Regions from separate parts of the Mus musculus genome. Here all the other regions are linked to region 3. Evidence: chromatin contacts called from public promoter capture Hi-C data. All regions are on one chromosome and are shown on one strand. Each heading gives the region's core, a stretch centred on a gene start, on an enhancer-like site or on the middle of the called end of the contact. The rest is flanking DNA. Distances are from core to core; before and after follow the strand shown. Region 1 holds the start of Ccr5 (chemokine (C-C motif) receptor 5). Region 2 holds the start of Ccr2 (chemokine (C-C motif) receptor 2). Region 3 holds the start of Lztfl1 (leucine zipper transcription factor-like 1).

Region 1 (4,614 bases), core at 811-3,310, 400 kb before region 3:
GCCAATTGGGAGAGCAGTAGAAGGGTGGGGACCAAAACTTGATTTTTCAAGAATAAAGGTTTCTTAGTATAAATAATATTTACTCTTGATTCTTCATTGTTCTTGGGCCAGAAGCCAAAGGCTTCAGAGGAATTATCACCTGTTGCTTAACAACAGGGGATTAAATAAAGGATTTATTGCCAGGCAGCCAGAAGCCCTTCACTGGCCAGGCTGGTTAACTCTTTTTGAATCAGAGAGAAAAAGGAAAGGAAAGATGTCACTCTCACAGACACATACACACTGGGTGAAGGAGAAAATGGCTGCATCACTACCTTGGATGGATGTATGTATGGATGGATGGGTAGGTGGGTAGATGGTACAGATTCCCCCTCAACCACCCACTCATCTTTATTTCCTCTCTCTGGCCTTTTTATAGATAAAAGTTATTAGAAAATTACCTCATGACAAAATGTTATACAAAATGAGAGTTACAAAAGGATGTTGATATTAACTTTAAAGCAGTTTTTCATTCTATATACTTAAGTTCATAGTCACTGTTTCACATGGCTTTGTCTTATAATAGTGTACACCTGTGGCTTAATTCTTAAACTTGAATACTTTTTCCTTAAACACAAATTTGTCCCAAGCATATTTCTCTTTTTAGTGTAGTGATAACAACTCATTATATTTCTTATTATGCAGCCTTACTTACTATTATGAGGAGTGGGTACATTCTATTCTTGATTTTAACTTTATTACATCTTTCTAGCAAACAACTAAAACCATCTTTTAAAAATTTCTTCCTAAGATTATTTAAATCAAATCAGGAACTCTATAAAGTCATTAATTCACCTAAACAGCATTAGTTAATTCATGAAAGTTCATCTTTATGTTGATGTGCAAGAAATCTGACCAATATGGTGGGCTGATACCCACGAACTTTTAGGCTATGTGAAGTGATAGGAAAAGGCTTCTCAGCTGCAAGAAGCAATCCTAAACCCAAGTCTCTTTGGGACCTTGCCTCTTAGAGCTTTGTCCATGCTAAAAGATGGGCCGCCTCCATTAAGGCCACCTGCTAGCCTCAGCCTTTCCTGGATGGCTTCTGACAAGGGTGCTTCTCTGTAGTCAGGATAAAATGATGTAATGTCCAAACACTCAAACAGTGTCATAGAATATAGCATCAGTAATTAAAGTAGACCATCCTCATTTTTTCTCTAAAGTTATTTCTGCTTCCTGAGTTTCCACCATCAAAAGTTCTCATATACGTAGAAGAGATTATCAAGTAGAAAATGATTCTTTCATCTCCATGGGTGATATTCACTGTCTAGCCTCTTCAACCAACTGGCTTGCCCTGTTTAAATTCCTCAAACTTTTTTTTTTTTTTACTTAGTTCTCTAAAGCTCTTCATACTTCCCATTTAGGTAGCAAAGAGAAGCACCCCCCCAAAAAAAAGTCACACCTTCAAGGCTAAGCCAGAACAAGAATTTTCTACTAAGTGTGCTGTAGAAACTTTGATGTTTGTGACCTTAGACAATTTTTAGGTTTCTCTATTTTCTTGGAGACAGTCAGGGCAAGAAGAGAAAGAGAGAACAAGAGAGCACAAGAAACTTAGAGCTTCTGGTACACACATGTTCAAGGATATACACGTGACCCATGGAAAGATTTCACCTCTTTTCAGCTGATTATCAAACCAGATTTCAACCAATAGCATTGTTCTAGAAGCTATTTTTAAAAGGTAAGGATTTGCTTGCTTTAAAAAATTCTCTTTTTAAATATTTCATTCACAATCATGTTTCAGATATTTGATGACATCACATGCTGAAACATATCCTAAATTCTTAACTTTCCTGTATCTTAAAGATTATATTTTCAGATAATTCTGTGAGCACCTGGTGCTGACAGATGTCCTCTCAGGATTTCCTGTTAAAGTTTTTACTCATCAAGGAAGCTGAGCTAACTAGTCAAGCAAGGGCTGAGAGGTGACTTACCAGAGTCTCTTGTAGGGGGAACGGATGTCTCACCTCCTCTGGCTAGGAGAGCTGTACAAATCTAACATGAAGACAGTATAAAGTAAGAAACACAGTTTCTTGCAGAGAGGGTGGAGTTTAATGAGAAAAGGTATTACGTAGTGTTCAGGGTTGGGGGTGTCAGATCAGTTCTTCTTTTTTTTTCTTTAAAGTTGCACTTAGAGTAGAAAATAGAAGGCAGCTCTGGACTGAAAGTTTTTTGAGGAGTTTCCTTCTTCAGACTCTTTTACTTATGTTCTCTGCTCATCCAACTACACACTTCGTTGGAAATCAGAAAAATTAAAGGGTATTAATGACAGAAGAACACTTATATCCATTAATTAAAGCCCACATTTGAGTCAAGAGAGTCACTGTCTAAGAGACAAGTAGTGCATGCAATATCTCTGCTTCTCACTGGTAAAGCCAAAATGGCAAGAGAATTTATTCTTCTCGTAGTTGCTCTTGATTAAAGTAAGTTCCAGCCAATTTAAAGTGAGATGGGAGCTTTATCCCAGACACCAATCTTGCTACTTCTTTTACTCATCTTCCTCTCGCTGTCCTACATTTCACACACATAATTTTTACTGCTCTGTGTGACTCTTCAGTGTAAACTAAAACAACTGCTATCAAACAGGTTTACCATATGTTTTCCTGAAAACTAAACATATTTCTTTTTTTCCCTCATGTATCTGGTAACAAGTGACATACAAAATTACACATTTTGCATAGGCACTTATGAGTATCTATTCTATACCAGATTTGAAGGTAACAGAGCGTCTCAATCCAAGAACATAATTTATCTGGAGCCGTGAAGGATTTTTCATGGAACAACAAAGAGAAGTGCATGATAAAATTTAGGATAATATAATAATGCCATATATGTGACTATATCAGATCAGCTGGGTGGTTGGTGGAATTTTTAAAAACATCAAGAAATGACAGCGGAGCTAATAACAGCACAGAGCTGCCAATGAGACACAAGAGACCCTGCAAGACACAAGACTTCTGCAGCCAGTGTGTTAGGCTAAATAACAATAGTCACTTCATGGTTTGTTATAACAGGCTATTGCGTTCAGTAACTCCATTTTGCTTTATTCTTACTCCTCATTCCCAAGATATGGCTTTCTCTTTGCACTCCAGAACATCTTGTATGCAAGGTAAGTCTAGACCACAACCAGTAGATTAATAACTCTGGCTAGCCTGGGATTGTCTGATTCAAGTTCCTGGGAATGCAAATTCTATACATAACCAGTCATTCACATTTTCCCCAAAAACTTGGAAGCAGGGAGTTGAGGTGTCAGTTTGCTTCCTTTTGGGTGAATGGTGTCTTTAATAAAGACTGTTTTCTTTCTACCAATGTGTGTCTCCTGATGATTAATTTTCTATGTGGTAAATGTCCAGGCCTGAATTTGGTAGCAATAGGGGGCACTCACAGCATGTTTATAGACAAACCACAACAAAATAAACAGCAATCTCTTAATTACACACTCAGTAATATTTTCAAAATAAACACAATTTAAAATCTTAATGTTTTAAAATCATTTTCTTAGGTAGATCTCTTCACTGCTGCTAGACAAATGTTATAATTCTGTATGTGGAGCTTTTGGGCTAATATCCACTTATCAGTGAGTGCACATCATGTGTTTTCTTTTGCAATTGGGTTACCTCACTCAGGATGATATTCTCAAGTTCCATCCATTTGCCTGCGAATTTCATGAAGTCATTGTTTTTAATGGCTCAGTAGTACTCCATTGTGTAAATGTACCACATTTTCTGTATCCATTCCTCTGTTGAGGGACATCTGGGTTCTTTCCAGCTTCTGGCTATTATAAATAAGGCTGCTATGAAGATAGTGGAGCATGTGTCCTTATTATATGTTGGAGCATCTTCTGGGTATATGCCCAGGAGTGGTATAGCTGGGTCCTCAGGTAATACTCTGTCCAATTTTATGAGGAACTGCCAAACTGATTTCCAGAGTGGTTGTACCAGCTTGCATTCCCACCAGCAATGGAGAAATGTTATTCTTTCTCCACATCCTTGCTAGCGTCTGCTGTCTCCCTTAACCCAAAAGCTCCAAATAACCAGGATACAATTCACAGACCACATGAAGCTCAAGAAGGAAGTCCAATGTGTGGATACTTTGGTTCTTCTTAGAAGGAGAACAAAATACTCACAGGAGCAAAAATGGAGATAAAGTGTAGAGCAGAGACTAAAGGAAAGGCCATCCAGAGACTGTCCCACCTGGGGATTCATCCCATATACAGTTACCAAACCCAAACACTATTGTGGATGCCAAAAAGTGCATGCTGAAAGGAGCCTGATATGGCTGTCTCCTGAGAGGCCCTGCCAGAGCCTTACAAATACAGAGGCAGATGTTAGAAGCCAACCATTGGACTGAGCTCAGGGTTCCTAGTAGAGGAGTTAGAGAAGGGACGGAAGAAGTTGAAGGGGTTTGCAACCCCATAGGAAGAACAACAATCTCAACCAACCAGAACCCCCAGAACTCCCAGGGACTAAGTCATGTGTACAAAGGAGTACACATGGCTCCAGCTGCATATGTAGCAGAGGATGGCCTTATCATGCATCAATGGAAGGAGAGGTCCTTGGTTCTATGAAGACTCAATAGATA
Region 2 (4,631 bases), core at 182-2,681, 380 kb before region 3:
GCCCCAACAGTTAACAGTGCATATGTACTCCTCATCCTGAAACCCCCAATAGCCACATGACTTGGATGTGGTGGGACTTCACAGTGGTTGACCTGCTCTCACATTCCCAGTCCTGTGCACACCCACAACTGTCTTCTCTCCATTTCCTCCAAACTCACCACTTCCTTTATGCCTTAGTGATTTACTCTGTTCTTGTCTCTTGACCTAAAATGGTTCCTATTTATTCTACCTCCTACTTAAAACTTCCCTTCTCTTGTGAAGCCCAATCTGCACCCTCTGACAAACCACTCTGCTCTTGTGAAATGTAAGTAACCACTTATCATGGTATCTTCTACATACCATGCACCCCGCTGAGGTTAAGGAGTGGCAATGTTGTTAATCTCTGACTCTTATAATTTCACCTGGCTAAAAGAGTAAACAGTAAAGGTTCACTGAAAGAGTGCACAAAAGTCTATAATAATTATAAGATATAAAATGTAACATCATTAGATTTGATTGTTAAGACTACTTTTTCCTGATATCAGCTATAAATTTGTTTTCATCCACCTATATATCACAGTACTTCTTGCATCCCTTAAGTGATAGCCAAATGAAGCTTGCATGTCACATCACTGAGTCTTATCACTAGACTGCCAAAACTAAATGAGATCTTTGATGAGAATAAGGAAGAAAGTGCATGTACCTAAAGATTACACAGTGCTAAGTTCTGGTCTGTTCTAAAGTTCCAGCTGTTATGGAAAATTCTAGGTAAATGCTAATTCATATAACCCTATGGCACATAGTCAGCACTTAGTTCCTACTACCAAGCAGTCTGGAAAGTACTGGCCTGAGCATCACTTTGGGCATTAAGACATAGCTATCACCCAGGACTGTAGGGAAGCTGCCTCCCAAAAGAAAGCAAAAGAGATAATGGGAGAGAGAGAGAGAGAGAGAGAGAGAGAGAGAGAGAGAGAGAGAGGGAGAGAGAGAGAGAGAGAGAGATAGATATCTTCAGTCTGTGTGGTTCTCATGAGGAAAGACAAGAGCCAATTTAGAAGGCATAGATGAACTACAGGTAAAAGATTTCACAGTATAAGGTTCTAGAAATGTAAACCCTCTGCATGCTAAGAGAGACAGAGTAATCCTGTGAGTGTCTAGAAGATGATGAGGCACAGTGATTTTCCTTCCTTCATTGTCCCCTTTTATCACCTGATCCCAAAAGAATGGTCCCACCCAGCAACACCCTCATTTCCGCACTGCCACTAGGGTCTTTCTAATGTTTCTTGGTGCACATTACATTCTCTTCTCTCCCCAAATCTTGATCTTTGCCTCAGGTGCACAGGCTGTACAATACCTCAGGCTGTCTCCCTAGTGCCCTGCATCTCAAGCTTGGAGATGCATAAAGACATGGAAAAATCACAACTCACCAGGTATGGCTCCTTTATGATGGCACTGCTATCTCAGGCTTCTCAGTAACAGATCTGGAGGTGCAAACTGGTATGCAGAAGTAGGAAATAAAGTTTCCTGCAGAAAGAGAAGGCGGAGATAAAAGAGCAAGTGATGGTAAAGATTTGAAGAAAAACAAAACAAAGCAAAAAAAAAAAAAAAAAACAAACCCCAAAGATCTACAGTTCTTCTTTTCCAGCCAGGAGTGTTATATGTTGGGCTGAGGTCTTTACAGGATTAATTTTGAAATCTTGCTTATGCAATTCTGAGTGTGAGTTAGCCACGCCCTATACCCCTGCTTCAGTATATTTCAGCTCATGGCTTCGTCTTATAAGTCTTTCATAGCTTTTCCACTCTCTGTTCTCTTCTCTGTGTTAGTTGGCATAACCCAAGTGCAATAGAACCTATCACACCCAGAGAATAAATGCTAATGAGGCCTTAGGTCATAATGAATAAAATGCGCAGAGAGGTTTCACTGAGTCTTGTGTGTTGCTTTCAAAGTGTTGTGAATTGGAATCTGGTTACAAATCTCGCTTAAATAAAGCTTTCTAATGAAGGAAAGATTTACACTGGGACCTGAGAGTGGATCTTAGGAAACCACGAGATGTTCTTACCACCTTCATCTCACACTATACAAATGGTCAAAATTTTGAGAATTTACACCTTAAAATCTTTATCTGCATAAGGAAAACAGAAATGATCCCTTTGTGTGAGTTTGAAAACTTCTTATCTATCTGCCAGCAATGAGTTCACGTTTTTCAGGATTTTTAGGCTGGAAGATTAGTGTGATGTGGCCTTTGGGAATCCTTTAAAGAAAATACATCACCACCTAACAGCTCTGGTATACCTGCTGTTACTATACAGGCAATTCCAGTGGACTGCTCTCAGGGATCTAGATGCTGTCAGGTGTGCAGTGGATGAAAGGACCCAACCACCTCACTAGCTCTTTTTCTGTTCTTGGAGTTTCCTCTCTCTGTGTTCTTCGTGTGTCCCCTTTCTGCCCATCTCTACCTCCTCTCTCTGCCCGATGACTCTCTCTCTTCTCTGTCTGCCTGTCTACACATCCACTTGTCTGGTTCTTTAAGTTTCCTCTCCTCTTCTCTCCCCTCCTCCAGTAAACCTTTTTTTATACAAGATCTGTTTCATGGCATAATCTCTTCAGGACACACCTTGGCATGACCCACAAAGGATACCTCCTCACAACATTATGTTCAAAACACATGCTAGCTAAGCAGTATCACATCAAAGGCATAGCTGTGGCGCTTCAGATTGCCTGGAGTAGAATAGCGATTGTCTCAAGTCTTCTGAAAACCAATGAAATGAAAATCATTTGTGCTCCCCCAAATGCTGTAAGATGACTGACACTGGATACAAGATGTTTAAAATCATGTTATCATTCTGAAGGTTAACTGAAGGTTAAGTTCTCTCAAGTGACTTAAAAGGATTCACTTGAATCCTGTTGGAGGTTAAACCATTCAAATTCAAAGTTAAGTTGGTATCCTCTGCAACTCATGTATGGCAAGACACAACCAAATGAAAATGTGGACATAACATGTCCAGAGAAGTGATAGCAAAACAAGAAAGGCTTATCAATACTTTGAAGGCACTTTGATGCTAAGGCACTTCCTTACTCTTCTGTGATGGTTTTTTTCGGTTGGTACTTTAAGAACACAAATGTTCTTGCCTCTTTTCATCAGAGATGCTTTGGGTTCACTGTGGTTTTTATGGTTGATGTGCTTCCTGTGACCTACTAAAATAAACTAGTGAGTTCTAGGATTTTACACCTTATTAGTTTAGTCACACATGATCTGGACTAATATGATACACATAGATAAAACAGTCTTTCTATTGTAATTTCTTTGTTTTTGTCTCCATAACAAAATATACATAATTTTCAAAGCTTTTGTTCCAAATAATAAAGCAAGACAACAGGCATAGAAAGTCAAAACAAGAAAGGCTAGCAACTCCAGTTTCTTGTAAAGAATTTTTTTTCTAAGATCATGAAAAGTGCCCAGATGAACGAAGAATAGACAAGACTACATAATCAAAAATAGAAATGAGGGGTTGGGGATAATGCTCAGCAGATAAAAAGCATTTTCTGAGCAAGTGTAATGATCTGTATTCAAATATTCAGCCCACAAGCTAGTGATGGTCATACAACCCTGGCAGAGTGAGGTATGGTGACTGAAAGATTGCTAGGGCTTGCTGGTTGTCAGCCTAGCTCCAGGTTCAGTAAAAGACCCTGTCTCAAGAGGATAATGTAGACAAGGTAGGACATCTGATATCTTCCTCTTACCTCCATGTGCACACACACAAGGTGTAAACACCCACATATGCATACATGCACCCACTGAACATATACACACATCAGAAAAAAAGATCATTCAAGTAGTAATTAAGTTTCAATTAAGTTTAATATAAAGGTAGCAGATTAGATGTTTCTCTTTCTTTCATTCAAACAAACTTTGAGATGAAAGATGTGAAGTCAGAAACTTTACTTTTTTACTTGCAAATGAAAAACAGTGTCAAGTGACTTAATAGGACTTATGCAAACCAATGTTAAGGAACTAATTCCTTGTCCTTTCATATTTCTCATGCTCTGTGCTAGATCTGGAGCTCAGTATAGATGTCTTATCAGTAGCTTGTCATTGGGAAGAAAACTTAGCATTGATAGGGTACGATATACTGTTTGACAGGGTTAGGCAACAACAGGTAGGGAGGGAAAAGATGACATTCATATGCCACTGCATCTTTCCTTGAGTCATGATGAGTAAAACTAGCATAAAAGTGAAAACCACTAGGGTCTGGTTTTATGGCCATCACTGTAGTTTATGACATGGTGCATGGAGGGCCATGATGCTACAGGAGGAATTGCAAAATCTAGAATGCACTCTTTGTGGGTACAGCTGCATGATAAAAAACATCCAGCCCTGGATGTGGCAGAGATTCTAATTGGTAGACATTACTAGCATAACTCTGGTTAGGCAGCAGGTGATGAAAATAATGATATGGACCCTGGTTAACCACATCTAGTTGAAGTTCAAGTCAAATGGTGATGATTTTGAAGGAACCATAAACATGTGGTAGGGAGAGAAGGGGACAAGAATGTGGAAGGCAACTCATTTTTAGTTTCAGCTCAGGCATGTATCATTATTTCGGAAGCAATATATTTTGAAAGCAAAAGTTTATTTTAAAACATCAACAAA
Region 3 (4,362 bases), core at 1,477-3,976:
AAATTCTGTTATCTGTACTAGGATAAGACTTAAAACCCATGGCAGTGATCATGTGGTTATATTCCAGATCTGCCTTCCCCGACTAATCACGGCATGTGGCTTTTCTGAACACATTTTCTCTTCTCTTATCCATTTAACTTATTTCTGCTTTATTTTGTTTTGTTTTGTTCTGACCATTTAACTAATGGATATGTTTTCATTATTGGACCTTTTCCTAAAGATATAGTGTCTTTATAAATTAGCTTTATTCTAAAGGACTTATCTGTTAGCACTTTGTTCTAACAACAAAAGTTTAAGTTCACTTAAGAAATTTGAAAGTCGTGTCTGCAGGTGTGTGCATGCTCATGTATGTGTATACGTGGAAGGGGAGCACAGGTGTGATGTAGTGTTCATGTAGAAACCAGAAGACAATAGTTCTGAACTGGCTCTCTTCTACCATGTGGATCCAGAAAATTGAAGAAGGTAATCAGGTTTGTCAGGAAGTGCCTTCACCTGCTGAACCATCTGGCCAGCCATCAAGTTGATTTTTAAGTAATTAAGCTTAGCCCCTGTGACAATTATGACACTTTCTACCTAATTAATATCATTTAGATAGAATAAAACAGAAAAAAATGAAAGAAGATTCTTGAAATCAGAATTTATTTAATATCCACTGTATTACAACACCTGGCAATAGTCTTTTTTGTCTTGAAAACAGATTTATAGTTTTAAGACTCAAACTTCAAAGCCTCCATCTACCTCTCCAAGCTGTAGATTCTTAGTCTCTTCCTTTATAAGTAGTTCTGGAACCATATCTCTAAAATTCTTCTGCATCTAAAAGCACCCGATTGTGATTCACTTTAAACTTTACTTTGTATTGGCTGTGAAAGACAATCTCAAAATGCACCATCAAAATTAACTTTTGATAACTCAGAGCTAATGTTGAATGTTTGTTCCCTCCTGCTTTAAAGTCTCCCAGGCTCAGAAGGCTGGCAGCTCTGCATGATGTTGGTTTACTCAGTGCCTCCTCGTAAGATACTGCACTGGCCTAGAGTGGTTGTATGTTCACCAATATTTGTGATAACCTCTTCCTATACTTGTCTTTCATAGGACAGTGTCTTTTTTTTTAAAACAGGGCTTCATTATGAAGCCCTGGGTGGCCTTGAACTCACAGAGGTCCTTCTGCCCCTGCTTTACAAGTGCTGGGGTTAAAGGCAAGGCGACCATAGAGGTAGTCATCACTTTGGAACAACGGTTAAACTTGAAGATTTTTTTTTTCATTTTTATTAGGTATTTAGCTCATTTACATTTCCAATGCTATACCAAAAGTCTCCCATACCCACCCACCCCCACCCCTACCCACCCACTCCCCCTTTTTGGCCCTGGCGTTCCCCTGTACTGGGGCATATAAAGTTTGCAAGTCCAATGGGCCTCTCTTTGCAGTGATGGCCGACTAGGCCATCTTCTGCTACATATGCAGCTAGAGACAAGAGCTCCGGGGTACTGGTTAGTTCATATTGTTGTTCCACCTATAGGGTTGCAGTTCCCTTTAGTTCCTTGGGTGCTTTCTCTAGTTCCTCCATTGGGGGCCCTGTGGTCCATTCAATAGCTGACTGTGAGCATCCACTTCTGTGTTTGCTATGCCCGACCTAAAGCTGTACTACAGAGCAATTGTGATAAAAACTGCATGGTACTGGTATAGCGACAGACAAGTAGACCAATGGAACAGAATTGAAGACCCAGAGATGAACCCACACACCTATGGTCACTTGATCTTTGACAAGGGAGCTAAAACCATCCAGTGGAAAAAAGACAGCATTTTTCAACAAATGGTGCTGGCACAACTGGCTGTTATCATGTAGAAGATTGCGAATTGATCCATTCCTATCTCCTTGTACTAAGGTCAAATCTAAGTGGATCAAGGAACTTCACATAAAACCAGAGACAGTGAAACTTATAGAGGAGAAAGTAGGGAAAAGCCTCGAAGATATGGGTACAGGGGAAAAATTCCTGAATAGAACAGCAGTGGCTTGCGCTGTAAGATCGAGAATCAATAAATAGGACCTCATAAAATTGCAAAGCTTCTGCAAGGCAAAAGACACCGTCAATAAGACAAAAAGATCACCAACAGATTTGGAAAGGATCTTTACCTATCCCAAAACTTGAAGATTCTAATGACTCAAGTTAGACTTCATAAGTGAAAACTTCCGCCAGGGAGATCAGGACGTTATTCCACAACCTTCTCCTGGCGAATCTAGTGTTTGTCTCTCTAATTCACTACTCTATATAAACCTATGTTTTTGCACATTTTTTTTCCAAAAAGGTAAAGTTATTCTCTTCTGCCAGCGTTATAAAACAATGCAGATGGAGGAAGGGCGTGCACCAGGGCCAGCATGAGCTTGATAGCCGGATGCAGTCACGCTGAAGCCCTGTTCACTCAGCCTGTTCTTCTCAGAGGTCTGGAACCACCAGCTCTGGATCCCGGTGCCAAAGCCCAACTTCTGTCCTGATTGTAGGCAAACACGCTGGCACCTAAGGCGCTGCTCAGCTCCCCCCCCCCACCCCCGACCGGAAATTTCTCTGTTGCCATTGGCAACGGCAGGCACCGCCCCAGGTTAGCGTGGCAAGAAAAGGTGGGACTTCCGGATCTCAAAGCCAATGTACCCGCGGAAATTAGCCAGTTACGCAACATCATCCGTCACGTGACACTGAGAGCCAATGATAGCGTGCAAGCGAGGGCCCACGTGTCTCCGTTCCCATTGGCAACGCGCGGCTTCTAAACAACCTCCGTTCCTCAGGCCCCGGTGCCGGCCTCCCTGTTTCCTGTCGGATCCGCCGCCACCATGGTGAGTGTCCTGGTCGGGAGAGGCCCAGCCGGGGTGCGGAGGGCGAGCGAGCGAGCGAGCGAGCGGGGCCTCGCCGGGGAGGGAGTCACGTCGGCCGAGCCGCGGGGACAGCTTCTTGCTGAAGCCTTCCTCCGGCCTTGTCGCCTCGTCCTTGGCTGTGGTCTGGGAAGCCCTGGCCGACACAGCCGCACACATTTGCCAGGGTGAAGAATGACGGGCTGGTTCCAACTTTCTGTGTGAACTTGGTTGAATCTAATTTTCTGAAGCACCTGATTTTACAACTGACTAATTATCGGTGCTGTTTTCTTTGTTTGGACGTCTGACGACCATTTGGGTATTAGAGTTCGGGCTTACTTTGAGACAGATAAAACTGAAGCGAAAACGCCAGTCCATCCAACCTTTCATCGTACAATTAATTTAAATAGCTGGGCATAGAGAAGTTATTGAAAGTGAAGCTCAAGTGGGTTGCTGACATATCCCAGCAATCAATTCCTAGTAAGTGTCACTTTGTATACATCTAAACAAAACAGACCATTTCTTAAACCATCCTGAGCTAGGAACTGGTCCTGCTTCTGATGTCAAAAACGAAAAAAAAAAAAAAATTACGCTAGTGGCTTCACAAAAAAGTTAGTACTTGTTTGTGTTCTTACTCTTTTATGTCATTGTGATAACACTTGGAAACCGGGTGTAGATGATTTGTCAAACAATGCACATAAAATAAACACTTTAAGCAATAAGCTCACTCTTTTTTAAAAAAAATTATCCTTTAAAGATTTTATACATTCATACAATGTATTTTAAATCCCCTAGCATCTTCCAGAATTATTGTTTACTTCCTGTCCTGTTTTTTTTAAGCCTACCTAGTCCAATTTATGCTGCACATATACTCATGTGTGTGGGACCATCACCTTCCTTGGGCCACACTCTTAAAAGAAACTGTCTCTCTGCCCTTCATAAATCTTCAGCCGTCAGTAACTGCTCAGCTAGAAGTGCGATCTCATAAACCCCTCCCCGTCTCTGTGCTGGATTGTTGATTGGCACCTTTGTGCAGGTGACCACAGTTGTGAGTTTCTAGGCCAGCAGTTCTGTCATGTCTAGAAGACAGTTTTTGTTGTTGCTGTTTCAAGACAGGGTTTCTCTGTTTAGTCCTGTCTATATTGGAATCCTCTCTGTAGTCCAGCCTGACCTTGAACTCAGATTCACTTGCCTTTGCCTATCTATGCCTCTGCCTCCTGAGTGTATATCTTAGTTGTGGCTAAGCCTATTTATTCTCTGTACCTAAAAGCTGTGAGCTGTGTGGTAGCCACCATCCATTGCACAGAGAAACTTCTCTAACCAGGTCTGAGAGCTGTACTAACTGTGTAGCTTCCCTATTTTAAAACAGCATCTGCCTTATTAAAAAGACTACTGTTTGTTTTCAAGCCAGATAATACTTTTTAAGGTTGTATTTGGTAAGGTTAAGTTTCTGTAGAGATCTGAAAATTAGTGTATTAAGGAATGTAGGCATTTGTTTCCTCTCACACAGCAGCCATTTTAT

The links. Capture Hi-C pulls out chosen DNA fragments and counts their contacts.
Region 1: a promoter capture Hi-C map of liver shows a contact between it and region 3, with 2.8 times the contacts expected there. The contact joins the promoter of Ccr5 here to the promoter of Lztfl1 in region 3. A contact is called at or near these places in 3 of 39 promoter capture datasets (hematopoietic stem and progenitor cells and liver), 3 of 484 Hi-C or Micro-C datasets (CD4 T cells and palatal mesenchyme), 3 of 115 datasets of contacts at active chromatin or transcription factors (T-cell acute lymphoblastic leukemia, effector CD8 T cells and memory CD8 T cells) and 2 of 9 other capture datasets (adipose tissue and liver).
Region 2: a contact with region 3 is called in a promoter capture Hi-C map of liver. The contact joins the promoter of Ccr2 here to the promoter of Lztfl1 in region 3. A contact is called at or near these places in 1 of 39 promoter capture datasets (second pharyngeal arch cranial neural crest) and 1 of 9 other capture datasets (liver).

Annotation. Positions count from the first base shown.
Region 1 is chr9:124,118,989-124,123,602 of GRCm38.p6, reverse strand. Ccr5 (chemokine (C-C motif) receptor 5) reads right to left here and starts at 2,060. Exons shown (of 2, transcript NM_009917.5): 1 at 1,968-2,060.
Region 2 is chr9:124,098,983-124,103,613 of GRCm38.p6, reverse strand. Ccr2 (chemokine (C-C motif) receptor 2) reads right to left here and starts at 1,431. Exons shown (of 3, transcript NM_009915.2): 1 at 1,407-1,431.
Region 3 is chr9:123,715,989-123,720,350 of GRCm38.p6, reverse strand. It overlaps Lztfl1 (leucine zipper transcription factor-like 1), which reads left to right and starts at 2,726. Exons shown (of 10, transcript NM_033322.3): 1 at 2,726-2,825. The coding sequence starts at 2,823.